Regions from separate parts of the Sus scrofa genome. Here region 2 is linked to region 1. A link is a contact called in public Hi-C data. All regions are on one chromosome and are shown on one strand. Each heading gives the region's core, a stretch centred on a gene start, on an enhancer-like site or on the middle of the called end of the contact. The rest is flanking DNA. Distances are from core to core; before and after follow the strand shown. Region 1 has its middle 280 kb from the start of SMAD2. Region 2 has its middle 140 kb from the start of SMAD2.

Region 1 (5,298 bases), core at 1,445-3,944:
CCTCCTTTTCCCTTTGGTAACCATAAGTTTGTTTTCTATGTCTGTGAGTCTATTTCTGCTTTGTAAATAAGCTCATTTGTATCATTTTTTTTAAGATTCCACACATAAGTGATATCATATTCTATTTGTCTTTATCTGATTGATTTCACTTAGTATGATAATCTCCAGGTCCATCCATGTTGAGACAAATGGCGTTATCATGGCAGAGTAATATTCCATCACACACACACACACACACACGTACACACCCCACATCTTCTTTATCCATTCATCTGTTGTTTGGGTTGTTTATTCATTTAGGTTGTTTCCATGTCTTGGCTATTGTAAATAGTGCTGCATATATTTTTTCAAATTATTGTTTTGAAAAAATTCCAGGTATATGCCAAGAGTGGGGTTTCTGGGCTATGTGGTAACTCTATTTTTTTCTTTTTAAGAAAACTTCATATGGTTTTCCATAATGGTTGTACCAATTTGCATTCTCACCAATAGTATAAAAGGGTTCCCTTTTCTCAACACCCTCTCCAGCATGTATTATTTGTAGACTTTTTGAAGATGGCCATTCTGATGGCGTGAGGTAATCCTCAGTGTCGTTCTGATTTTCATTTCTCTAATAACTAGTGATGTGGAGCGTCTTGTCATGTGCCTGTTGGCCATCTGTATGTCTTCTTTGGAGAAATGTCTATTAGGTCTTCTGCCCATTTTTTTTGGTTGGGTTGCTTGTTGTTGTTGGTTTTTTTTTTTTTTTTTTTAAATTGAGCTCCATGAGCTTTTGCATCCTTTGGAAATTCATCCCTTACTGATTGCATTGTTTTCAAATATTTTCTCTTAGTCTGTAAGTTGTCTTTTTATTTTGTTTATGATTTCCTTCACTGTGCAGAAGCTTTCAAGTTTACTTAGGTCCCATTTGTTTACTTTTGCTTTTATTTCCATTACTCTAGGAGACCCAGGACATTTTTCACAGAACTAGAAAAAACAATCCTAAAATTTATATGGAACTGCAAATTACCCAGAACTGCCAAAGCAACTGGAGAGGCATAACTTTCCCAGACCTCAGACAATACCACAAAGCCACAGTAATCCAAACAGTGTGGTACTGGAACAAAAACATACATGTAGATCAATGGTACAGAAGAGAGTCCAGAAATAAGCTCAAACACCTACAGTCAATCTGTGACAAAGGAGGTAAGAATACACAAGTCTCTTCAATAAGTGGCACTGGGAACACTGGACACTATATGTAAAAGGATGAAATTAGAACATTCTCTAAATGCTATAGAGAAATAAACTTAAAAATGGATTAGAGACCTAAGTGTAAGACTGGATACTCTAAAACCCCTAGAGGAAAACATGGGCAGAACACTCCTTGACATAAATCCAGCAATATATTTTAGAATAAAAAAATTCTTTTTTAAAAAAATGAGAAAGCCAATATATGACTAAGATTAAAGCAGAGCTTTTCCTAGATAAAGGTGCCCACGTTCAGAGCCTTTTGTACCTCTCTGGATGTCGCCTGCCTACATGAGAACTTGGTAGTGACCTTTGAAGGCACTGGGTTCAGATTGTAGTTCCTCCATTGATCAGCTGTGTGAGCCTGGAAAGACTAATCACCCTTTCCTCCCTTTAGTTTCCCCACCTGTGAAATGGGCATATATCAACCTTAAAATATTATTATGAGATTAAATTAATGTATACATTGAAAGCACTTAGAACACTAGCTTTGTGCCAGACACTGTTCTATGTGCTTTATTTCTCATAACTCATGTGAACCTGTTGGGGGAAGACTGCAGGGGGCGCCAGAGCCAGGCTGCATGCAGTGAAGCCAGTGAGTGATGAGGGGCTGGCAGTGGGAGTGGAAGCCAGGATGGGGAGATGAGGCATTAGCCCAGGGACCCTTTGGAGAAAGCACTGGTGAATGTGCCAACTGCTTAGACCCCGGGGGTGGGAGGTGGGAGGGCAGGGGAAATTGGAGACTGTAGTTCCTGGTTCTGATCTTGGAGGCTGGAAGTGTGGTGGCTCTTCTGACCCCAGGGCACACACAGTGGTAACAGCTTGGGTATGACAGTGAAGGTGGAAATGAGAGAGGAGCGAGGGGAGTTCTGTCTGTCTATGCACAATGCTCTTAAAGAAGAGAAAATGCCCACCCAATCTACAAACAGAAGAGGGACCTGGGAGGAAAAGAAGCATCCAGGGGTCACGTGCTCTCAGGAGCTGTGTGGTCCACCACCCAGGGTGAGGTCCCAGAGGACCAGGTGACCCATTTCAGGCTGCATCGGCTGTTTGTTTTTCAGAGCCATTTGTTTGGTGTGCTTTGAGTCACTTGTTATGCCAGACTGGTAGACTGTTTCCCAAACCAGCTTCCTCGGCTGGCTTGACCCATTAGAGAGCCAGGGCTCACCTGATATTTGCTGAGCTGACAGGCATCCATCACACACCAATCTGTGCCCACTCCTGTGCCTGGAGCAGGGGCCTGCTGCCCGTTATCTAGACCCAGAGGCCACACGACTGACTCTGGGCAGACACAGGCCACTAGAAGTGGGGTGAGCACTTACGGGTGCCTGAAACTAGGTCCTAAACCAAGCAAGTATGGCTCCCGTTGGAACAGGGAGTGGGGAAACTTCTTCCATGGCAGTCTCGGGTTTTTTCATTTTTCACTTTCTTCTGCCCTCCTTCCAAGAGCCCCAAAATGTCCTTGGACTTGGCCCTCTACTTTTTGGACTAGAGCTGCCCTGGCCTGACTTCAGTCCCTCTTGGCTTCCTTGGTCCAGACTCACAGCCGCGACTCCCTGACCCACCACTCCCCAGCTCCCCTCAGCCGAGAAGCTCCCCTTGAGCCCACGGGCCATGTGTCGCTGGGGCAGCGCTAGGACAGTGCCTGGGTCCCAGCCCCCACTCACCACCAAAACTTCACCCTATGGAAGCCCCTCACTGTCCTGCCCACCTCTTCACTCAGCCTCACAAGCGGCTCCTCTTCACCCATCAGTAGCAGAAGCAAAGAACTGGGGAGATGACGCGCCCTCTCCACACAGAGGCCCTTGCTCCTGTCAGAGGTGCGATTTGAATGTCGTCCATGTGTTATTGTGTGTGTGCGCGTGCGCGCACGCATTCGCGTGCCTGTACTTTCCGCCCGAGCCAACCACTCGGAATCTGTTTATTTCCCTTTTATGATCACTGTCTCTCCCTCTGTAAAGCACTAGGATGGGCCTGGCGTTCCAGGAATTGCTTGCAAGTGGTCCTTCAAGCCTGGAGCCGGCCTCGGCTGTCCCCATGCAGTGCACGTAATGGGTCCTCCCAGGGACAATTTGCATAAAGGATAAATAAGAGAAACACAATGTGAAGTTTATTCATTTTTAAATCCTGCAGCGTTTGTGATTGAAGGCCCAAGCTCAGATGTTTGCCGGATGCGTCCCATTAAGACTCGGGGCTTTGTCTAATGTCTGCTCTGTTCTGCAGGGGAGTGTAGTGCGCGCTCCTTCCCACACTGGAGTGCCGTTTCCACAGCCTCCTGCTCAACAAGGGACAGAGGAACGGCGGGCTGTGTTCCCTTCCACCAGGCCCCCTCACTTTAATTTGCTGTAACAGAGCCAGCACATTAAATACAAAACATATTGATGTTCTTGAGAACCCTGGAGGGTCTTTACCCTTCCTTGTCAGAGGAGCCTGGCATGCCGGGAGGGAGAGAGGAGATGGTGTTTGGCATGCATGCGGAGTGGTGCCTCCGGCAGGTCATCACTGATCGTCTGCCAAGAGCTGTGCCCTCCCGGAGGACGGGGTGGGGGTGGAGGGGTTCGCGGGGGGCAGAGGTGCCATTGCTCATGCCTCAGAGTGAGAGGGAGCCTGTGGACAGGACCACTGTGGACACAGCAGTGGTTTGTGACGAATGACAAGGAAGGAAGGAAGAGAGGAAGGAGAGAGAGAGAGAGGGAAGGAAGGCGGAAGGCAGGCAGAAGGCCACCCAACGGGACTGCCTGACTGGGACTCCTCACTCCCCAGGTCAGTGTCAACCAGCAAGTTCCCAAGATGATACAAGAGTTAGAGGGAGCTGGATGGACTCTAACTTTTGGCATCTCTCTATTCAAAATGCCCCGGGGCTCCTGAAATTTGGCAGGGTAGGTTCTGGCTGTCATCTTGTGCATATTTGTTACAACAAGTGATGCAAAAAGAATAGAGGCATCTCCTCCAGCAAATTCACTATTTCCCTAACAGTGTGTCCCCTGGGGCTGGAGGAAACAGAACCAAGGGAGGAAACAATCCAGTCGCTCACTCTGGCAGGACAGGGCAGGGCCAAGGGGTGGACGCCACTGGATGTGCATTCTTTTCTCCAGCTGGCAAAGAGTCCCCAAATGCTGGGGTAAGAAATTGTCTTTTTCCCTTAAAATGATTAACTATTAAACAATTAATTTCATCTTCTCTTGACCTATGCACCCTTCTAATAGTAGCTATCATAGATATGGTGACTGCTGGTGTTACTGGCATATATTGCTTCTAATCCTCATGACTCCAGAAGTTAGTGTTATCAGGACACTGAGACTCAGTTTAAAATATGTTTCAGGAGTTCCCATTATGGCACAGCAGAAACGAATCCGACTAGGAACCATGAGGTTGTGGGTTCAATCCCTGGCCTCACTCGGTGGGTCAAGGATCCAGCATTGCCATGAACTGTGGTGTAGGCTGCAGATGCGGCTCAGATCTGACATCGATGTGGCTGTGGTGCAGCCTGGCAACTACAGTTCGGATTCGACCCCTAGCCTGAGAACCTCCATATGTCACGAGTGCAGCCCTTAAAAAAGACAAAAAGATAAAATAGGTTTCAGAAGGTCCTACACCTAAGAAATTCCTGGACTCTGACTTAAGCCCAGTCCTGGAACTGGTGGGGTAGTGGTGAGGATTGTGTTGATGATTGTGTGATTGTGGTGTTGGTTGTGGTTGGTGATGATTGTGTCAGTGCTGGTGGTGGCAATTGTGGTGTTGGTGGTGGTGGTGATGAGTAATGATGGTAGACATGGTGGGTTTTGTGGTGATGCTCATGCCGACAGTGGTTGAAGCTAATGTCTGATCTTCCTTATAAGAAATCCCCTGGAGACAACATTTATACGGACTTTGAAGGAGTTAGTTGTGAGGTACCCAGACTATTAGCCTTAGACTCTTGCGCTGGCTTCTTGGGGTGAGCAGGGAGCTAGCCCTGAACCAGAAGAGTCAGGGTATCTGAGCTTCTCCTGACATCCAGGTGATCTGGATGGGCTGGACATTTGCTGTGTGATTCTGTGAGGAACTCAGGGTTCCTAGACCTTTGTGAACAAA
Region 2 (5,298 bases), core at 1,533-4,032, 140 kb before region 1:
GGGAGTGATTTGAGGGCAGAAAGCAGTGAGGTTTGGACCCTCAGTGTCAGAACGGGGCTGAAACCTGCAGTCCTCACACCGCCTGGGATCCACTGGCAGAGGGTGCCCTGGAAGAGGGCACCCCTTTGAGCTCAGGCCCAGTCTGGGCAGGACTCCTGTGGGATGGAGAGGAAGCTTGGGGGAGGCTTTCTCCCCAGGACTTTCCTTGTGGAAGGAGGGGCAGATCTCTCTCTGCAGACCCTTTCCAGAGCAGAGGAAGTAACAGTCCTGCCAAGAGCCAGGGTCTCACCCCATGAGCCCCAGAAGCCTTTCTCAGCAGCAGTATCTGTGGTGTGGAAGGGAGGCGCATTCCTCTGGATGCTGGGGTGACCCTGCTTTGACCTGATGGCGGAGATTCTAGTTTCCGCTAAACTGCAGGGTTGGCATCTCCAAGGTGAGGAGGCTGGCAAAGGAGGTTCAGGGCACTCTGTTCAAAGACTCGAGAGAGGGAACTGGTGGGTTGAAAAGATCATGTCCTTCTCTCTTCCATTCAAGTGCTCACCTGTGGTCCATGATGGGGGCTGAGGGAGCCACCCTTTCAGAGGGTCATGAAGAATTCATCAGGCTTTTGTGTCTGCCTGCCCATGAACTCTGAGCGCAGACAATGGCCAGGCTGGGGGCCTTTGTCTCCCTCTCCACAGAGGCAGTGTCAAATGTTGGCCACATGTGGGTGGGGAACCCACCTCTCTTGGGAGAGGGGCAGTCCCGTAACATGATGAGGGGCACCAAACTCAGGGCTAATTAGTTAGAAATTATATTTTCCATTTGGCTAGGCCAGGAACAATTAGTCTAGGCACCTAAAGCCCAGAGAGACCATTGGGAAGAGGGATGATGCCAACTGTGTATGTGCTTCCTTGAACCTCGCCTGGGGGAAGAAAACAGGTGTGCCACCCTGCCACCCCCTGCCCCAGATACTCACTGTCAGAGAATCAGCCAAACAAACCATCCAACAACAATAAATTGGTAACTGTATATTGAATGCTTTTCTAAGGAAGGGGTTAAAGCAACCACTTACCTGATAGAGACAAAGGATGCTTACAGAGACATCAAGAAGGCCCATCATTCTACAAACCATTTCTAGCACTTACATGCCTCGTACTGTGTTGTGTCTATTAGCAATTCCTGTAGTGTCTGAAATTCCACCATTAGAAATTCATTTCTTTGTGGTGTTTGATGTTTTAATAATTTAGCATTTATCAAGCATTTACTGAACTCATGTTATATGGCAGGTACTCTTTCAGATGCGAAGATACACGAATGAACAAGAGGAAAAATGCCTGCTTTTATGGATCCTCCAGTCCAGTGAGGGAGACAAAAATAAACAGATATATATTTTGTCAGATGAAGAATTTCTATGAAGGAAACCAAGGTGGGTAAGGGGATGATGCATGATGGGGATGTTCTTTTAGATATGGGGGTCAGGACAGGCCTCTGAAGAGGGGCATTGAGCAGCCATGGAAAAGCTGGGCTGGAACCAGCTCTGTGGCTAAGGGGGCAAAGGGCACTGCAGGCAGAGGGGAGGGCCCAGGTAGGACTGTGCTTGGCGTTTGTGACTATCAAGTGAGCCAACATGGCTGGAACGAAGTGAGTGGAAAAGGAGAGGAAGAGGGCGGGGTCTGAGCACGCAGTGTCTTGAGGGCCACTGATAGGACTCAGCTTTAACTCTGAGTGAGATGAGCCACTGGGATTTTGAGTGAGAAGTGACATGATGAGACTCGTGTTTTACCAGGACGTGGCTGCGTGGTGGAGGATGGGCTGGGGAGGGGGGCACAGATGGTAGAAGGGAGGCTAATTAGAAACTTCTGCAACGGTTCATAAACCATCGTGCCCTCGTTAATCTCAGGCCAGATCAAATGAAGGCCCTCCAACCCACGGTTCTCCAAAGGCTTGTGTGGGACTGGGCTCTCAGAAAATGTCCTGGCCTTCCTAGGCATCTTCTCCTGTAATCCTGAGCTCCCACTTTGGGCTTGTCTGTTCCAAACGCATTCCCCAAAAGCAATCCCCCAAATCCACACTATCCCGAGAACTCTTTAGAGGGCCCCTCATTCCATTATTATTTTGATATCGTTCTTTCTTCCGGCGTCCAGCCAATGTGAAGTTGGCGCCTTGTCAGCCGTCCAATGGGAGAGAGGAGGCGGGAGGAGAAAGTCCAAGGAGAGGTGCCCGGGTTCCCGAGCCGCTGGCCGGTCCTCAGGTCAACGCGGCGAATTGGTCACCAGGAGGCGCCCGAGCGCCAGGGTTTGCTTGATGGCTCCGCGCTGCCAGGAGGGTGCGGCGCGCAGCGGCCACCAGGGGGCAGCAGAGCGCGGGGCCGAGAACGCGGGGAGCGGGGTAGGCGGCGGCAGCTGTGTTGCCGGCTACGAGCGGAGTTCTCTGTTAGGAGGGTAATTTAGAGCAATTACACCGATTATTATTGCTTTTCTAATTAGTGCTTTTCCTACAGAATTAGCCGAGTGTTTATTAGGAGCTGCTTGTTGCCAGCAGCTTAACTGCTTCGGTGCCGGCGCGGGGCGCCGCGAGCGGGGAAGAGCAGCGCCGCCCTCGCCGCCGCGTGGGGCCAGTTGGTTATGTGGTTTCGCATAAAAGCACGGATTAAATATTCATTCTGCTTTGTTACATATAGCATTAAATTTTTATCAGCTGTATGTTTTCCTTGAAGTTTTCCCTGCGTGTTAACATTCAGGCGGGCTGCAGGAAAACTCCCGGGCTCTGGCGGGTGGGGCGGACAGATGGGGACTCCGGGGGTGTTGGGGCCAGAGGGACTGGGCGAGGGAGGGATGGTCACCTCTTAGACATCTGTGACACCTCTAGACTGCTCCCAAATCTTGCGCTCCAGGATCCTCAGAACCGCCTGGGAGGTAGGCAGGGAAGGAATGTCTCACCCCATCGAAGGGGGGGAGAAAACTGAGACCCCCCCACCTCACGTGGTCTTTGTGATATGCCCTGGGTGACCTGAAACCAAACTGTGGAGTCAAGCTCGATTTCTCCAGTCCACTGTCACCTATGGGAGCTTCCAAAACCAGAGCCCCCCGGGCACCCGGGACACCATCGAGGGGCCCCACCCAGGCCACTCTTCCCACAGGAAGGGCAAGTTGGAACTTCCGTGGCTCAATCCCAGGTAAGCCCGCCTACCTTGTGCTTCTGACTTTAGCCTCCTCCTTCTGGAACCCTTAACCCAGAGCAGCAGCTGGCTCCTCGTCAGCCTGCGGGGTGGGGGGGGGGGGGAGAAGGGAGGGAGGAGAAAGTCCAAGGAGCGTCCCGGGTGGTGAGAGGCAGAGGAGAGGGGAGTTTGGTTTGTTAAAGCACTGCCTTTAAGTTGGGTAGTTGTTACCCTCCCTGAGGAAGGGGAGGGGTTGTCCTCAATTCATTAGTCTTGGGGACCCCAAGTGAGAAAAACTAAACACACCTGTGCAGGAGTTCCTGTTGTGGCTCAGTAACAGAACCGGACTGGTATCCATGAGGACGTGGATTCCCTCCCTGGCCTTGCTCAATGGGTTAAAGGATCTGGTGTTGTGGTGAGCTGTGGTGTAGGTCTCAGATGCGGGTGGCATCCAGTGTTGCCGTGGCTGTGATGTAGGCTGGTGACTACAGCTCTGACTCCTAATCTGGGATCTTCCATTTGCCATGGGTGTGGCCCTAAAAACAAAAAAACCCCCCACAAAAACAAAAGCCCCACACACTTGTACACCTCTAGCAGAACCAGAGGCTGCCATTTGTGTCATGAAGGTTGATCCACTATTCAAAAGGCTTCTTGGAAGACCGCCCCCCACCCCCCAGTGCATCCAAGTGTTTGTTTACAGCTCATTAACTACTTGATGGAAAGGCTGGGGTGGGGGCAAGACAGGGAAATATTGACAGAAAATCTATCAGAAATGAAGATTAACGATCTCCAAGATGTTCCTGTGGGTCAATAGGGAAATGGGATTTGAGTTTAAAAAAACGGGGTCTGCTAAGCTGAGATTTCATCCCCCCATTTGTCTCTGCACAGAGCGAGGCCCACTAGGGTTAAGAGGGCTCCTCAGATTTGGGGGTGGGGCTCTGACTGGAAACCTTCTGGTCTGGTTGTCTCCTCCTCCTGGCCTTGGTTCCTCCTCAGCAAGGGGAGGATGGAGGAGAAATTTGGGCTGCTTTATCTCACCACCACTCTAACTGGTCAAACTGACCCCTTCAAGACGCCTTCCTTGTGTCCCGCCCTGTTGCTTTCGTTTCAACAAGACCGACTTTCTAGGAGGGGCTGTAAGGGAAGGCAGCAGGCAGTTTTACACAAGTTCCCAAGTGCCAGAGAGGAAGAAAGGCTGGAAGATGGCTCAGCCAGTGTCTGTCCCCAGTGGCCTCTGAGGCCAGGCAGCTCTGGAGTTGTACCAGCCACAGGGCACTCTGACCACAGGGCGGAGAGGGCCTGGCTTGACACTCCACCCCGTTCTGCTCACAGGTTTCCTGCTTTGCCTTCTCCCAAGCACCTGCCTCAGTGGCAGCTCATTCAGGAAAGATGGTGCTTTAGCTCCTGTCTGAACACAGCTGTGTGGAAACCTCCAGACTCCCAGGCACCCAGGACATTGCTTCCAATGTGTCCTGCTCCAGGCAGCTATGGTTGCCTGAGAATCCCTGGGTCTTCCTGCTGTGGAGGCCTGTTTGAGGCCTGGGTTCCTTGGCCTCTGCCAGCTTCCCTCCCCCCCGCCCCTCCCACAATATGTGGCCCCCTCCCTTAGGTAGTGCCATTTCTGGCCCTTGTCTTCCTGGATCTTTTTCTGCTTTCCACTCTGCAAGAGTCCTTGGGACTAAGAAGCAAACCAGGGCACGGCTGACTATTTGAAATGAAAAAGAAAAAGAACAAAGAGAGAAACTCCAACGTGTAATCAGGCTCCGAGTCCCATCTGACAGAGCTTTACGCAGTGAATGTTAACAGAGTGCCAGGGGGCTCGTGTGGAGGCTGGGGACCTCTGGGAGAGAATCGTGTGCACTGAGGCTCTCTGGCTTGGCAGGGACATCTCTGTCACCTTTAATGTCTGTCCTCTCATGACAGTGGCGAGCCTGGGCCCACTCAGGTCTTCACCTCCCACTGACATTCTGGACTAGGGTCTAAGGCCAGGGTGTCCCCATGCTGGCAGTACTGACACTCAGGGCTGGGTCATTCTCTGTTGTGGGGCTCTGCTGTGCACTGCAGGCTGTTTAACAGCATCGTTGGCCTCTATACACAAGATGCCAGTAGCACCTTCCTCTCAGCACCCCCCCAGCTGTGAAAATCAATAATGTCGCCAG

The links. Hi-C and Micro-C count contacts between places; a contact is called where the count stands out from the background.
Region 2: a contact with region 1 is called in a Hi-C map of undifferentiated spermatogonia, with 1.8 times the contacts expected there. The contact joins two enhancer-like sites. A contact is called at or near these places in 6 of 47 Hi-C or Micro-C datasets (brain, embryonic fibroblasts, heart right ventricle and 3 more).

What each region holds. Positions count from the first base shown.
Region 1 is chr1:97,197,482-97,202,779 of Sscrofa11.1, reverse strand. No RefSeq gene overlaps it. Among named protein-coding and RNA genes, the nearest start is that of SMAD2, 280 kb to the left of the region's middle. Within about 2 kb of position 2,694, at least 3 of the 83 cell types and tissues checked have an H3K27ac peak or open chromatin away from gene starts, as enhancers often do. A contact at or near this core is called in undifferentiated spermatogonia, where this site is marked.
Region 2 is chr1:97,340,400-97,345,697 of Sscrofa11.1, reverse strand. No RefSeq gene overlaps it. Among named protein-coding and RNA genes, the nearest start is that of SMAD2, 140 kb to the left of the region's middle. Within about 2 kb of position 2,782, at least 9 of the 83 cell types and tissues checked have an H3K27ac peak or open chromatin away from gene starts, as enhancers often do. A contact at or near this core is called in undifferentiated spermatogonia, where this site is marked.